2 separate regions of the Rattus norvegicus genome follow, and region 1 is linked to region 2. Evidence: chromatin contacts called from public Hi-C data. All regions are on one chromosome and are shown on one strand. Each heading gives the region's core, a stretch centred on a gene start, on an enhancer-like site or on the middle of the called end of the contact. The rest is flanking DNA. Distances are from core to core; before and after follow the strand shown.

Region 1 (6,554 bases), core at 1,283-3,782, 47 kb before region 2:
GATAAAATCCACATGACACAAGCCCAAGTCCTGGAGGTGGTCCCACAGGGCACCTATGCGGCCCTTCTTAAGAGCCCCTCTGCCCCCTTTAGTATTGACCTCACCTCCTAGTCTACTGGTTTGTTTCATTCAACTGCTCTCCTTCAGTCTTGACATGCCGAGGACAGCATATGATGACAGGGACTGCCAGTAGTAGGCTGGGATGGAGACATCTCAGAAGCCCGAGGCAGCTCTTTGTAAAAAGCTGTTGTTCCCATTTCTCCTAACCTTAGCCCTGGACAATGACTGTATAGAGTTCATTTGTGCATGACTGCCTTTCAGTTGGCCTTGGTGTGCATAATTATTCTATTATATCTGACTTTCCTACTTCTTTTTCCTTCTGCTCTGGTAAATTCTGTGAAACTAGATGTTTCTTGATATAATGATTCTTAAACAATTGGAAACTGAGGCATAGGGGAACAGCACAGCCCTAATGGCCCAGGTGCATGCCATGTGTTCTCATCTTGGAAACAATGTAATGACTGCACAATGGTAGTTCCAGATTAGTGCTTGACTTGCAAAGAAAGTTTGAAGAAATTATTAGAAAATGAATTAGAGCCAACATTGGGATCTCAAGAAAGGAAAAAGTTATTGAAGTTAAGAAATAAAGTTTTACATAACATTTGAGAGTGGTTCCTGGATAAGGAAGTATAGAATATATAAAATTATATACTAGTAAAACTAAATAAAAATACTGGGACTCTTACGAGAGTCATTGTGTGCAAGGAAGAGAGAGCTAGCGGAACCACTGAGTTAAGGGTTAACTTGATTCTTTCTGGCTACTGCCTGGCAGCTTTGCCCATGTCATTTATCATTAGAGCTTCCCAGGAAAATGCAAGTAGCTGACCTCGGAACTTTGAGCTCTGAAGTATAATAAGTCAAAAGTTAAAGTTTAAATAATGATAAGTTTGCAATAATTATTATTCTGGTCACAGGCCTGAGAATAGGGGAAGCATGAAACTTTGGGGAACAATTGTAATTCTTAGTTCTTTGTGGGATGTGGTTATTCTTTTCAATTTGATTTGGCAATGATTATACAATGTCTTTTATTTACCTGCTTTTGGATTATCAATAAAAGACTGGGGCAAGAGAAAGGCTAGAGTGAATGAGAGAGCACGTGAGGGAGCGAATGAGGGAGAGACAGAGAGCATGAGAAGTGCATGTGAAGAGCGAGTGAAGAGAGATTGTGAGGTGTGTAACGATTGTGTGTGTGAGTGAAAGGAGAGCGCATGTGGTGAGTGTGAGATATGTGTGGAGAGTGTGTGTGAGAATGAAAGGGTAATGAACAAGGGTGTGTGTGAGTGTGGGAGTTCGAGAAAAGAAAAGCACAATGGAGAAAGGCAGAGTGCGAAAGAGAATGCAGAGTGTGTGCAGCCTCAAGCTGAGAGAGAGAGAGAGAGAGAGAGAGAGAGAGAGAGAGAGAGAGAGGAAAGAGAGTAACTTTAAGCCTTGAAATTGCCTATCAGTTTGTACCCAGAGTAGTCTGTGTATATTTATTATGTGCCCTCCAGATATCCCTGCTTCCTGTTGAGAACTGCGACCCTGTGTCGAGGCTGGATCCAGGCAAGGACATTCATTGTCAGTCTGGGGCACAGCTCTCGCTCTACCTGAATGGCTCACTCCCTTTTCTTTTCCCAATATATGTTCAAAATTGTAGTTTTACAATGAGGCCTTCTTTTATCTCCCTTTGAAAAACCAAGACTCCCCTGTTTCTCTCCATAGCACTTGCTGCTCTTTAACATGCCACATAGCTGACTCGTTTATGTTGTTTGTCTAGACATGAATTACATGAAGTCAGAGGTGCAGCCTAGTGTGTGGGACACAATACGTGCTTAAGGTTCTGTCACTTCTTGGTTACATACAACTCCGCAGGAAAATACACTCAAGGATGGGTTAATTGGCTGTAACCCAAGCTAGTTGGAATGATTTCTACTTTTCTTGTTGGATGGATTTCTTATTTGGTTAGCCCCACCCCATTTAAGGCTGCCAGTTGAACCTGGGACCCCACATGCCAGGGGGGTGCTCTGCCAGTTTACTCAGACATACTTGAAGTGACTCTGAGTACCTGCATCCTTGATTTGATCCGCCCACGCCATTCCTCTGATTTCCTCTAGCTACTCTCTTGGGTTTTCACTGTTTTCTTTATTTAGATGAGGGGCCAAGGCTGTGCTAGCCTCATGGTAAATCAAGCTCGTAGCACACACATTGCTAGGAAAGGGCCTCTTTCTTCATCCATTTATTTGACAGTAAACACATTTCCAACTAATTGATTGTCATCTATGTCACTTGAGTTCCATGAACACTTAGTGAATTGATAGTCACAGTGATTTTTTTTCCTTTTTGACGCTGCTTGTGTTTTGTTCTATTTTGTAACCTGGGTCACTTCTAAAACGAACAGTGCCAGGCTCTGGAACATCACCCTGTTTGTGAGCTCATAAGCTGGGTCTGTTACTGTGTCACCGATATTGGCAGAAAACTTGAGACTTCCGGGTCAAAGACAAAGGACTTTGTTATGGCAGAGTAAGCAGCATGAGTGTCTTGGAAACAACACTCTCCTAGCCCCATAGAGTAGCGACAGATGCTGTGGCTGGTTCCCACCTGCGGAACATTGAATTTAGCGACGTGCTGCTTTACAGTGTGTGGAGGGCTGGGGAAGCAAACTTGCCCTTTGTCTGTGAGGGACAGTTCTCTCATTCCGTCAGTGAGATGGGCTGTAAACACAGCCCTGAGAAGTGGCCTGGGGAAAGAGCAGCCATGGCTTCACAGGCCTGGCAAGAAAGTGCGGGGGTTACTCTGAGCCCACAGCTCTTGTCTTGCCCTGTTCTATTCAGAAACCTAACTTTGGCACTGGCTCACTCTTCGAAGTCAGCCCAGACAGGCTCAAGTCCATGCTGTGTCCCTTTCTTTGTGGGAAGTTAAACAAATCCTTTCCGTTCCCTTCCGTCTTCTCTTCTTTACATTGGTGCCGCCCATGGCATAGGATGAAGGTGGACCTGCAGTGGGTGTAGAGGGCTGAGGTTGTCTAGAGACTTTATGTGCCCATCACCGCTGACTGCTTTGTTTACTGGGCATTTACTTGAGCACTCGTGTTGCTTCTGTCCACAGAATGAAGGCTACTTTGTAGCACACGTGTCATAGATGCTTGGGGGACTAAGTTTATCTCTTCTAAAGGAATCTGTTAATTGTGAAGTACTCTTTCATATGCAGGTGATAGGGCAGTAAAGGTATAAATCCTGGCTTTGTTGGAGATTACATTTGAAAAGGGGAGATGTGTCTCGAATTGGTGCGTAGTGTCATGTGGACAAACATTATGAAGAAAAATGAATTGCGGTGAGGATATGGTGATTATTGTGTTTATTAAAAAGATAAAGGGGGGCTGGGGATTTAGCTCAGTGGTAGAGCGCTTACCTAGGAAGCGCAAGGCCCTGGGTTCGGTCCCCAGCTCCGAAAAAAAAAAAAAAAAAAAAAAAAAAAAGATAAAGGTGGTTATGTTCTAGGGAGGTGTGGTGAGGTCTGGGAAATGGGGTGCCTCAGGCAGCTCATGCTGCGACATCCCTTCCCCCTGAGGGACCAGCCACGGGATGATATAGTATAGAATAGAGGTTATTCAGGGCATGGGGGGGGGAGTCAAGAGGGTAGTAGGGGCAGAGAGAGAGAGAGAGAGAGACAGACAGACAGAGAGACAGAGAAACAGACAGAGAGACAGACAGACACAGAGAGACAGACAGACAGAGAGACAGACAGAGAGACAGAGACAGACAGAGACAGGGAGAGACAGAGACAGAGAGACAGAGTGACAGAGACAGACACAGAGAGACAGAGTGACAGACAGAGACAGACAGAGACAGAGACAGGGAGAGACAGGGAGAGAAGTAGAAGTAGAAGAGTAGAGGCTGCCATGAGCCTATGCAGAGAAGAGGGGAAGGGAATGGGGAGAGGGGGGATTAAGGGGGAAGAGGGGAAGAGCAAAAGAGCAAGAGAGGAGCAAGAACAAGGGAGTGAGGAGGAGACAAGCAGCCCCTTTTATAGTATCAGGCTTGCCTAGCTGTTGCTAGGTAACCGTGGGGGTGGAGCTTAGACAGAATGCTAACAGTGACTAGAAGCTCAGACAGGTAAAGTTTTTATCCAACACCGTGTGCTATTGTCATAGGTCTGAATCCAAGGAGTGGCCGCCGGTGGCTTAACTTAGAAGGAGCGTCGGCACTGGAAGGCTTGCCATGAGTGGTTATGTGTTTCATAGGAAACGAAGACACATCCATGTCAAGTTGTGATTTGATGTCACACCAAGTGGAGCACTTGGTGAAGGACTCTTCAAGTTGGTCATTTTAAACCCGGGATGTAAGAAGAGATACCGGAAAGAGGGGAGCTTTGAGTACCTGTTCACAACGCTTGTTCTCTGCGTTATTTTCCTCTGGGATGGTGTTCTTCATGAAAAGACTCGAAGAGACTGAAGAGGTTGAAGCTGTGTAGCAGACGAACCATTTGGGCGTCCCCTGACATGCTTCCTGTCTGAGAGAAGGGATTACAGTCAAGTCTTAGCATCAAGACTATCAGAAACAGAACACAGTCAGCTGTGAAAAATCACACGTACACACACACACACACACACAGTGGCAAGACTGGCAGATATAGTGTTCATAAAAGCTACAGATGCAGAGGGTCAGACAATGGAGCTGACAGCAGAGCTGACTAGATAGATAACTGGTCTACCATGACCACCCTGAGCAACCGCGCAGGGCTGACGAGGTGGCTGCTGAGAGCGCTTCCTTCCCTGTCCTTGATAGAGTTATCGAGGCAATTTGACTGTGAAGGCCGAAAGAGCCCAGTCTTCCAGTCTGCATGATGCTGGTCTACACCTGACTGAACTTGCCCTCTACAGTTAGGTCAGGTCAAGGACAAGAACAGAGGGAGAACGAGTCACCCTTCCCATGTTCTTTGTTCTAGGTCAGGACAGACACTTGAACCTGGCTCAGAGAGGACGAGCGCGGAGGACTGTAGTAACCCCCCCCGTGCTGAGAGCTTACTACGGTTGAGCATTCCAGCAGACTTAGGTTTGGGATTTGATTCACAGCCCTGAAAGCTGCTTTGGAGCCTCTTTAAAGGAAGAGGCTGCCTCTAAGATTGCTTTAGACAGGAGAGAGCGTCCAGCTCGGGCTCCTGGCACTGGTGTCTCCTGGCTGCCTAGACCCTTTGTAATTGAACTCACAAGGGAGGAGGTGGGAACAGGATTGAGCCGCATTGCCCAGTTCTAGTCTGGAGAAAAATAAGGCTGGCTTGGGTTAGGTAGGGAATAAACTGTGGAAACTGATGTATTCACTTGATATGTCTTCAAATTAGGTCCTGTTGAAAGACAGGGTGACCTAAGTCAGCAGGCACACTTGGGAAGGGCCTTTCTAGGCCTTTAGCTTCTTCAGCAGTTAGAGGGTCAAGTGTGGCCTCTGAAGTCCCAGTGACGACAGTTGTGGAGTCAAACAGGAAAACATAACAAGTAGGAACCCCGGGTACTTTATCCCAGCCAGGGACTACCAGAGGGGAGAGTTTCTCAGGATAGAGCAAATGCCATGAATATAGAACATTATGGAAAGTTTATAAAAAAAAAATCAAGTTTTCACCAGAGCTTTGAAACATTGTTCAGGTTCAAGGCAATCTGTGGGCAGCTCTCATTTTGAGTTCTGTTGGTGACTAAGGGCTCTGGATGCCAGAGCAGTTATGCAGACGTTTTCAGGATTCTGGTCCATGACTTCAGAAAGTAGTTTGTCACTCTTAAAAGGTGTTTCTTCCTGTCCATCTCCCCCCTCTCTGCTCAGTGTTCTCATTCCTGCTTCTCCATCACTGGGCTTGCACTATGGTATTGAGTCAGTCTGCAAGTCTGTCTACCCTTCTAGACTTGATGTCTTCAGATACAAAGCCTGGGCCATGTACTATGTGTACAACCATCACACTATGCTTGGGACCGAGGAGTTTTCTGAAGATTTGATGAGTGTTGAATGATATATAACTTAAATTTTATGCTCTTGCTGACCCTAAGAGACAAACTGTGAGAACAGAGATTCACAGAACAGCCAGTTTCTTAAGAATTTCCTGAACTCTAAATAGAAATGGCCAGTTGTTGATCATACTGGATTCCTGTACCAAACAGAAGCAAAATCCAATTAAACTGGCATCTGGTAATGTTGAGTATTAAAAAAGGAACAAGATTCTATCTGTGTCTGTCAGTTAATTAACAGTGAGATTGGCACACAACTGATGGGGATCCAGGCTTCCCTGAGTACATCCTCATCTTCTGCAGGATAAGAAGTAGTCAGCACGTGATGCTGAAAAGCCAGACAGAGGGACATCACGAGGCGGCTCAGCAACATTGTAAACCTGCAGACTGTGGAGGGGCTCAAACCCCAGCAAAGACAGACTTCAACACCAACATATAGATTTCTATGGTTTTAGTAACATAATTTTAACATGTTCACCTATTCATTTCACGTATTGAGCAGATACTTGTGCTGGCACTTATTGTCATA
Region 2 (6,096 bases), core at 1,564-4,063:
GAGGGCTAGTTGGGAGCCCCTGAAGCTTTCCCTCCACACACATTTTTTTCTTTACTCATCCTACGTGACAAAAATAAAAGGTATGTTTATTCTAGGGTATTTTGGCAGAGATTAATGTCCCTCTTAAAAATCCAAGGGTGTGTGTGTGTGTGTGTGTGTGTGTGTGTGTGTGTGTGTGTGTGTGTCTGCGCGCGCGCGCGTGTGTGTGGAGGCCAGAACTGGATATCAAGTATCTTTTCCATTTGTTCTTCACCTTAGTTTTCTCAGAGATTTGCTTATTTTTATGTGCATGTGTAAGTACTTGCATATATATATATATATATATCACATACCACATGTATGCAGTACCTGTGGAGGCCAGAAGAAGGCATTGGATCTCTGGAACTGGAGTTGTTGTGAGCTACTATGTGGGTACTAGGAACCAAAGTGAGTCTCTCACTGAACCTGGAGTTCACCAATTCAGCTAGACTGGCCAACCACTGAGCCCCAGGATTTCTTCTGGGTCTACTTCTTCATCTCAAGGATTACAGTGTGCACTGGAATGGAGAGCGCTCTCTTCCCCTAGCTCTTGATCACAGAGTTCTTTATAGTTGTGATCTAAAACCTTGTTAGCCTTCATGCCCTTTGGTATAACTCAGGCTGTTATAACTTAGGGTCAGACCATCTGGGTACCTTGCAGAACATCTTGGTGATCCACTGCACTGATAACCCTAAGCTGATGCAGCTGGATGTGACAGAGATGCTCCCTCACAGGAGATAGCAGTATGCTGGTGGCACTGGGAAGGCATATTGGTTAAGAGAACAGGAAATAAACTCCATGATGGTTCAGAGATCCGCCATTTCCGTACACTCCCTGCTGGCTGCTTTATAGCTCTCCTCAATGGGGTCTTGAAAGAGTGGCTGTGGAAAAATTTTCTGGAGGCAGAGCTCTGAGTGCTTTGTGTGGGCATCTACCTTGCATGGAAGAAACGATGGGTGTGCGTAAGTAGCCGAGAATGGTCTAGTTAGTTGTCCAGGAACACTAAAGTAATAGAACAAAAGATATATGGGCCACAGACATGGAAATGGCTATATCGCACGAATACTCCATCATGCTATGGCTTTTTTTAATATCATCTTTTAATGCCTTCCAGAAGCATCCACTACAGAAATAACACTGGCCATTCATGGAAGTAAATGATAATGGGGTCGAGCAGCAAACACATGGTGGTAGAGAGGAAAGTGGTAGAGTGGGCCAGCAGCCTAGGCTCCTCCTTGTTAGGACCAATTTCACAATGCCCTTATTAATACCCAGGTTGATTGAAGCAGAATACGGTGTTGAACCCTGAGATGATACTACTCCTCAAAGAGACAACCAACCACCTGTGGAAAGCTGATTACAGAGAACCCCTCCCCCCTTTTCCACAAGGATCAGTGGTTTGTTCTGTTAGGAATTGACACCTCATGGTTGGTCACGTTGCCTTGTTTTTGCTTTTAAACAGACTCCCAGCACCAAAATCAAGGCTTTCCACATGTGCTACCCACAGACAAGGAGTCCTATATAAAATACCATTATCCAAAGAACAGGCTCATACTCCCAAGACATCCCACTCAGTTAACAGTAAACTGACATAGAAAAGTTAGTCTCTTCTTTGCAGAATACAAACAAACCAGCGAGTTCAATAACTAGTAGGAAAGCAATGGAGAGATTCAGGTTGGATGAAGGTAATTTAGGATATGTGGGATGCAGGTGACAAGGAACTTGGGGAAGATGAGATGGTCAGAGAAGGGACCATTCTTACTTGATAAGTAAGCAATGTGGTCAAGATGGCATGGCCTGCGAGTAGCCAGAACCACAGTTCCCAACTCTGAATGCTGGGCTTTGGCTGCTTCTGCCACTCGAGAACCATCTTTCATGCAAGTGTTCCTGTGTACGCGTGTTCCCTTTCAGTTCCCACAGGACAGCAAGCAATCAGGCTTCCTACCACTTCAACCACAGTTCTTTGCCATTTTTTCTCTCTGCTCTGGGATTTCCTTTTAGAACGATTTAGATCTCACCACCATAACCCACAATGCCCTCTGCATTTTACAGTCTTCATTTTTGTTTATATCATTTTTTATTAAAACCTATAACGTTTATATATTAACCATTTTAGAGTATGTCTCACGATTAAAAATACTTTATCACACTAACTCCTTGAAGTGAAGGGATAGACTTCACTTGCTCCTCTAATTTCCAACATTACAACGTGAGAAGCAAGGTGCCCAGCTTAATCTTGCAATAGAAAACTCAGTTTTAGTAGAATAAGTAACTTCAGACTTGCAGGCAATGAATCACCAGGCAAGAGGTTCCATTAATAATGTTGACGTAGTTTATCGCTTTGATTATTGATATTATTAATCTATCCTTTACTGTACAAGCTAGCCAGATTGAAAGCTGTAATTCAAAGGATGACTAAGAGGTGAGATGCAGTCACTTGCTCGCTGTATCCAGGGACATTTACCCACTGTCTAATGTTCAGCTCTCAGGTCTTGAGTCTTTTGCTGAGCAGGACATGCTGGTCTGAGCATGCACCGTTTCTCTTCCTGCTGTGGATTTCTCTGGCGTCGGTGGCACTAAGGTTGGGCAATTCCACATGTTCTTCCTTAGGCGTCTGCAAAGACAGGGCCACAAAACCCCCATGGATGTGCACCTCTTCAAACACCCAACCTCTTAGATACCAGACATTTGAAAGGTGATGTCAACAGCAATTCTGAGACTCCAGGACAACCTTTTATATGTGCGTAATGACTCAATTAACCTCAGAGTATGAGGTCCTGCAGCCAACTCTTGGTTTTGCAAGATCCTGGTCAGGGCTGGGCAAAGCCATTTTGTAGCTGGGGTTCTGACCTAGATTTGATAAACTCTTCCTGCCGTTTTGATAATAACGGATCTCTATGACTGCTTTGTGTTGTGTGAAGAGACAGAGGGTGTCTTGTTAGAAATCGTTTGTTTCCAGTCAAACACCCCAATTTTTGTTTTTTAACCATGAAAAGAACTTTGCTGACTGCTGGGTGCACAGGCAGGTTCTGGGCACTGAATGTTCCCTTACCATCGAAGCTGCAAACAAATAACAAATTATGCAACGAAGCCTCTCAAGGTTTTGCTTTTCTGTTTCCAGGCCCTGGGTGCTCTTTCTCACACCACAGGCTGTTCAGGAAGAGAATGGAAAAGCCCTCTGTTGGAAGCGCGTCAAGAGTGGAAACTAGGCCACTCACTGTCTGTGGTCCCACAGGCTACTGGCTGCTGTGGAGGCTTCCACGTCATTTCACTTCAGAGGCAATTTTTGGTGTTTCAGAGCCATTCTGCCAAGGCTCCTGTAGATGGTGAAGGGCCTTGTGGGAACCAGAGGTGACTTCAGGTGGCTTTCTGAGCCAATATGAGAAAGCTCTAGCCATTTATTAGTGTCTCCCCATATTTGAAAGCTGTCTTTAGAGGCCAGAAGAGAGAGGCCCTTTGTTTTTATTTACATTTTTATATGAGAATAAACCTGTGAGCATGGTGATTTGGTTTCATTTCTTTGCAAATGATATGACATTGGCCCTGGGAATTTAATTATACACTCAAAATTGCCATGAAGATTGGACCTTAGAACAAGCTGCTTTTGTTCTCTGGTCACTGTACATTCAAAAAAGCAATTCCTAAATGCTTTAAGCTCCCCCCGCCCAAACACAAAGCAGCCACCTCTTACCTTGGTTCTGCAAGCTGTGTTCTCAGAGACCACACTTCCACTCCTGGAGTCCATGACTTCTTCTAGAACTAAACCAAAGAAGATGTAGAGAACTTAGACCAATATAATTTAAAAAAGTATCTAGGAATATAAGGACTATAAGGACTAGAGAAGAGACATGTAATGTCTGTAAAAATATTACTATTAAAATTGCTGGCTTTCATTTTTAAAAATTATTTTATTACTATTTATGTCTACGGACTTTTTCTTTTACACATATGTCTGTGCACCATGTGCATGCCTTGTTCCTAGGAAACCAGGGGGTGATGGTAAATCCTTTGGACCTGGAGTCCCAGAAGATTGTAAACTACTGTATGGATTCTGGGAATTCAACCCTGGTCCTTCGGAAGAGCAGTTGGTGCTCTTTACTGCTGAGCCATCTCTCCAGCTCTAGTTTATGTTTTGATTTTTGTTTTTCACTGTCAATCTGTTCACGGTACTGAGTCTGTTTTGCCTGTGTCTAGTTCACATAGTCCAGTTCTTTTGGCTATTAGTAATATTATTCAGTTTAATCTGAGTGCAATCAGCCTGGGTGACAGCAATCCACCCTTCTACTTGGTGTTGCAGAATTACAGGGCACACCAGCTTGGGAGGATGTTTGACAGGTTTGGGTGTGAGCATGATCTCTAAATCCAGAGAGAGACCCTACTGTGAACAACAGGTTGATGTACAAGTTTCCAAACATTAATGATCTATAATGTGTTGACTTGTGGCTTCTCATTGTATCTTAACAATAGTTGAGAGCACCAAGAAGAGACGTTAAATACATTCCTATATAATGTGAATAAAACCAAATTGCAATAAAAAGGGACTAATATTTCAATAGTTGCATGATTTCAATATCATTTTACAGTGTTTATTTACTTTCCAATGCAATTTTTGTTCATAACAAAAATAAAATAATTCAGTTGTATAATTTGAATGAACAGAAGATAAAAATACCTACAAGGGACTAGAGCTCTGAAGGACAAATGAAAGTTCTCAAAATAAACATAAACAGATAAAAAACATTTTAATATTTGAAGCATTCTTGAAAATGAAGAAAAAAAAACACCCAAAGTGAGATGACTCAGCAGGTGATCAACAACTGTTCTTCTGGGCCTTGTACTTTTTATTAAAAAATGTTTCAGATAGCTTTTGCCTCCTTGGTTCTGTTTGAGTTGGGGTCTTGCTGGGCAGCACATTGGATCTAGTCATTGTTCTTAGGCCTTTTCACCTGAACAATAGCTAGGCTTGTGGGTGTGCACTGCCAGAGAAGGCTGGTACATTATCTGAATGGCTCAATGCCGGAACTATGCACGATTAGTGGTGAGAGGCACAGTGCAGCTTAAAAAACACCAGTTATTGTCTAAAAGAACGAGGAGTGATAAGCAAAACAGTATGGACTAGACGTGATGGGGTACGCCTGTCATCTCAGCATTCACGAGGCTGAGCAGGAGATCATGAATCTAAGGCAAGCCTGGGCTACACATCAAGACCTTGTCTAAAAACCAAAATAAACAAATTACCTCTCCCCAACTAACTGAGCAATATCAGAAATATGTTAATTTACTAAAAACCTATATTTAGTGTTGTATGATTAGAAATAAAAAAATCTGATTTAACTAAGAGTCCATGTCATTTATTTTTGCAGCTATCTGATTCTAGTTTGAAGGGAAAGCTATCCATTTATTTTTTTTCCTTGCTCCATGTCACTCATGAATAGAAGGCCTGAAAAGTGCATTGGGGAGCTTGGAAGAAAAGGGTGAGAACGTGGACCAACCTGTTAAAACGTCATCAAGGTGGTCCACCAGGAACTTTGCATCTTCCTTTGTGAAGCACATGGGTGGTTTTATTTTCAGCACATTCCTGTGAGGGCCATCGGCACTGAGAAGTATCCCTTTGCCTTTCATCCTGATCCGAGCAGGAAATGAAGGGTCAGGGGCACATGCAGTGGGGACGGAGGGTCAGGGGCACATGAAGTGGGGGATGAAGGGTCATGGGCACATGAGTCAGGGACGGAGGGTCAGGGGCACATGCAGTGGGACATAGAGGGTCATGGGTACATACAATGGGGGATTGAGGGTCATGGGCACACAGTGTGCTCACGTGTCTACACTGGAATAGCCCAGGTTTAACTGTGTATCTTAGATTCCCCTTTTCAGAGAGACGAGAGGAAGCGAATCAAGTGCTCGAGGGGCTAAGACAGCGAAGGGATGGGGGTGAGCTTACTCATAGATAACGTGCTGTGCCTCAGCTGTCGCAGGCGTCCTTTCCTCATGGTCCTTCACCAAATCAATGCCAATGAAAAGGCCGATACCTCTGAGGAAGAGGGAAAAGAGTCCACGGATACTCACAGAGCCTGGCA

What was found. Hi-C and Micro-C count contacts between places; a contact is called where the count stands out from the background.
Region 1: a Hi-C map of liver shows a contact between it and region 2, with 3 times the contacts expected there. The contact joins two enhancer-like sites. A contact is called at or near these places in 4 of 12 Hi-C or Micro-C datasets (hepatocytes, kidney and liver).

Annotation. Positions count from the first base shown.
Region 1 is chr2:221,909,104-221,915,657 of GRCr8, reverse strand. No RefSeq gene overlaps it. Among named protein-coding and RNA genes, the nearest start is that of Ostc, 28 kb to the left of the region's middle. Within about 2 kb of position 2,532, at least 6 of the 93 cell types and tissues checked have an H3K27ac peak or open chromatin away from gene starts, as enhancers often do. A contact at or near this core is called in liver, where this site is marked.
Region 2 is chr2:221,862,363-221,868,458 of GRCr8, reverse strand. It overlaps Etnppl (ethanolamine-phosphate phospho-lyase), which reads right to left. Exons shown (of 13, transcript XM_003749396.6): 10 at 5,961-6,050; 11 at 5,512-5,642; 12 at 3,711-3,778; 13 at 1-2,633. The coding sequence ends at 2,505. Among named protein-coding and RNA genes, the nearest start is that of Etnppl, 18 kb to the right of the region's middle. Within about 2 kb of position 2,813, at least 44 of the 93 cell types and tissues checked have an H3K27ac peak or open chromatin away from gene starts, as enhancers often do. A contact at or near this core is called in liver, where this site is marked.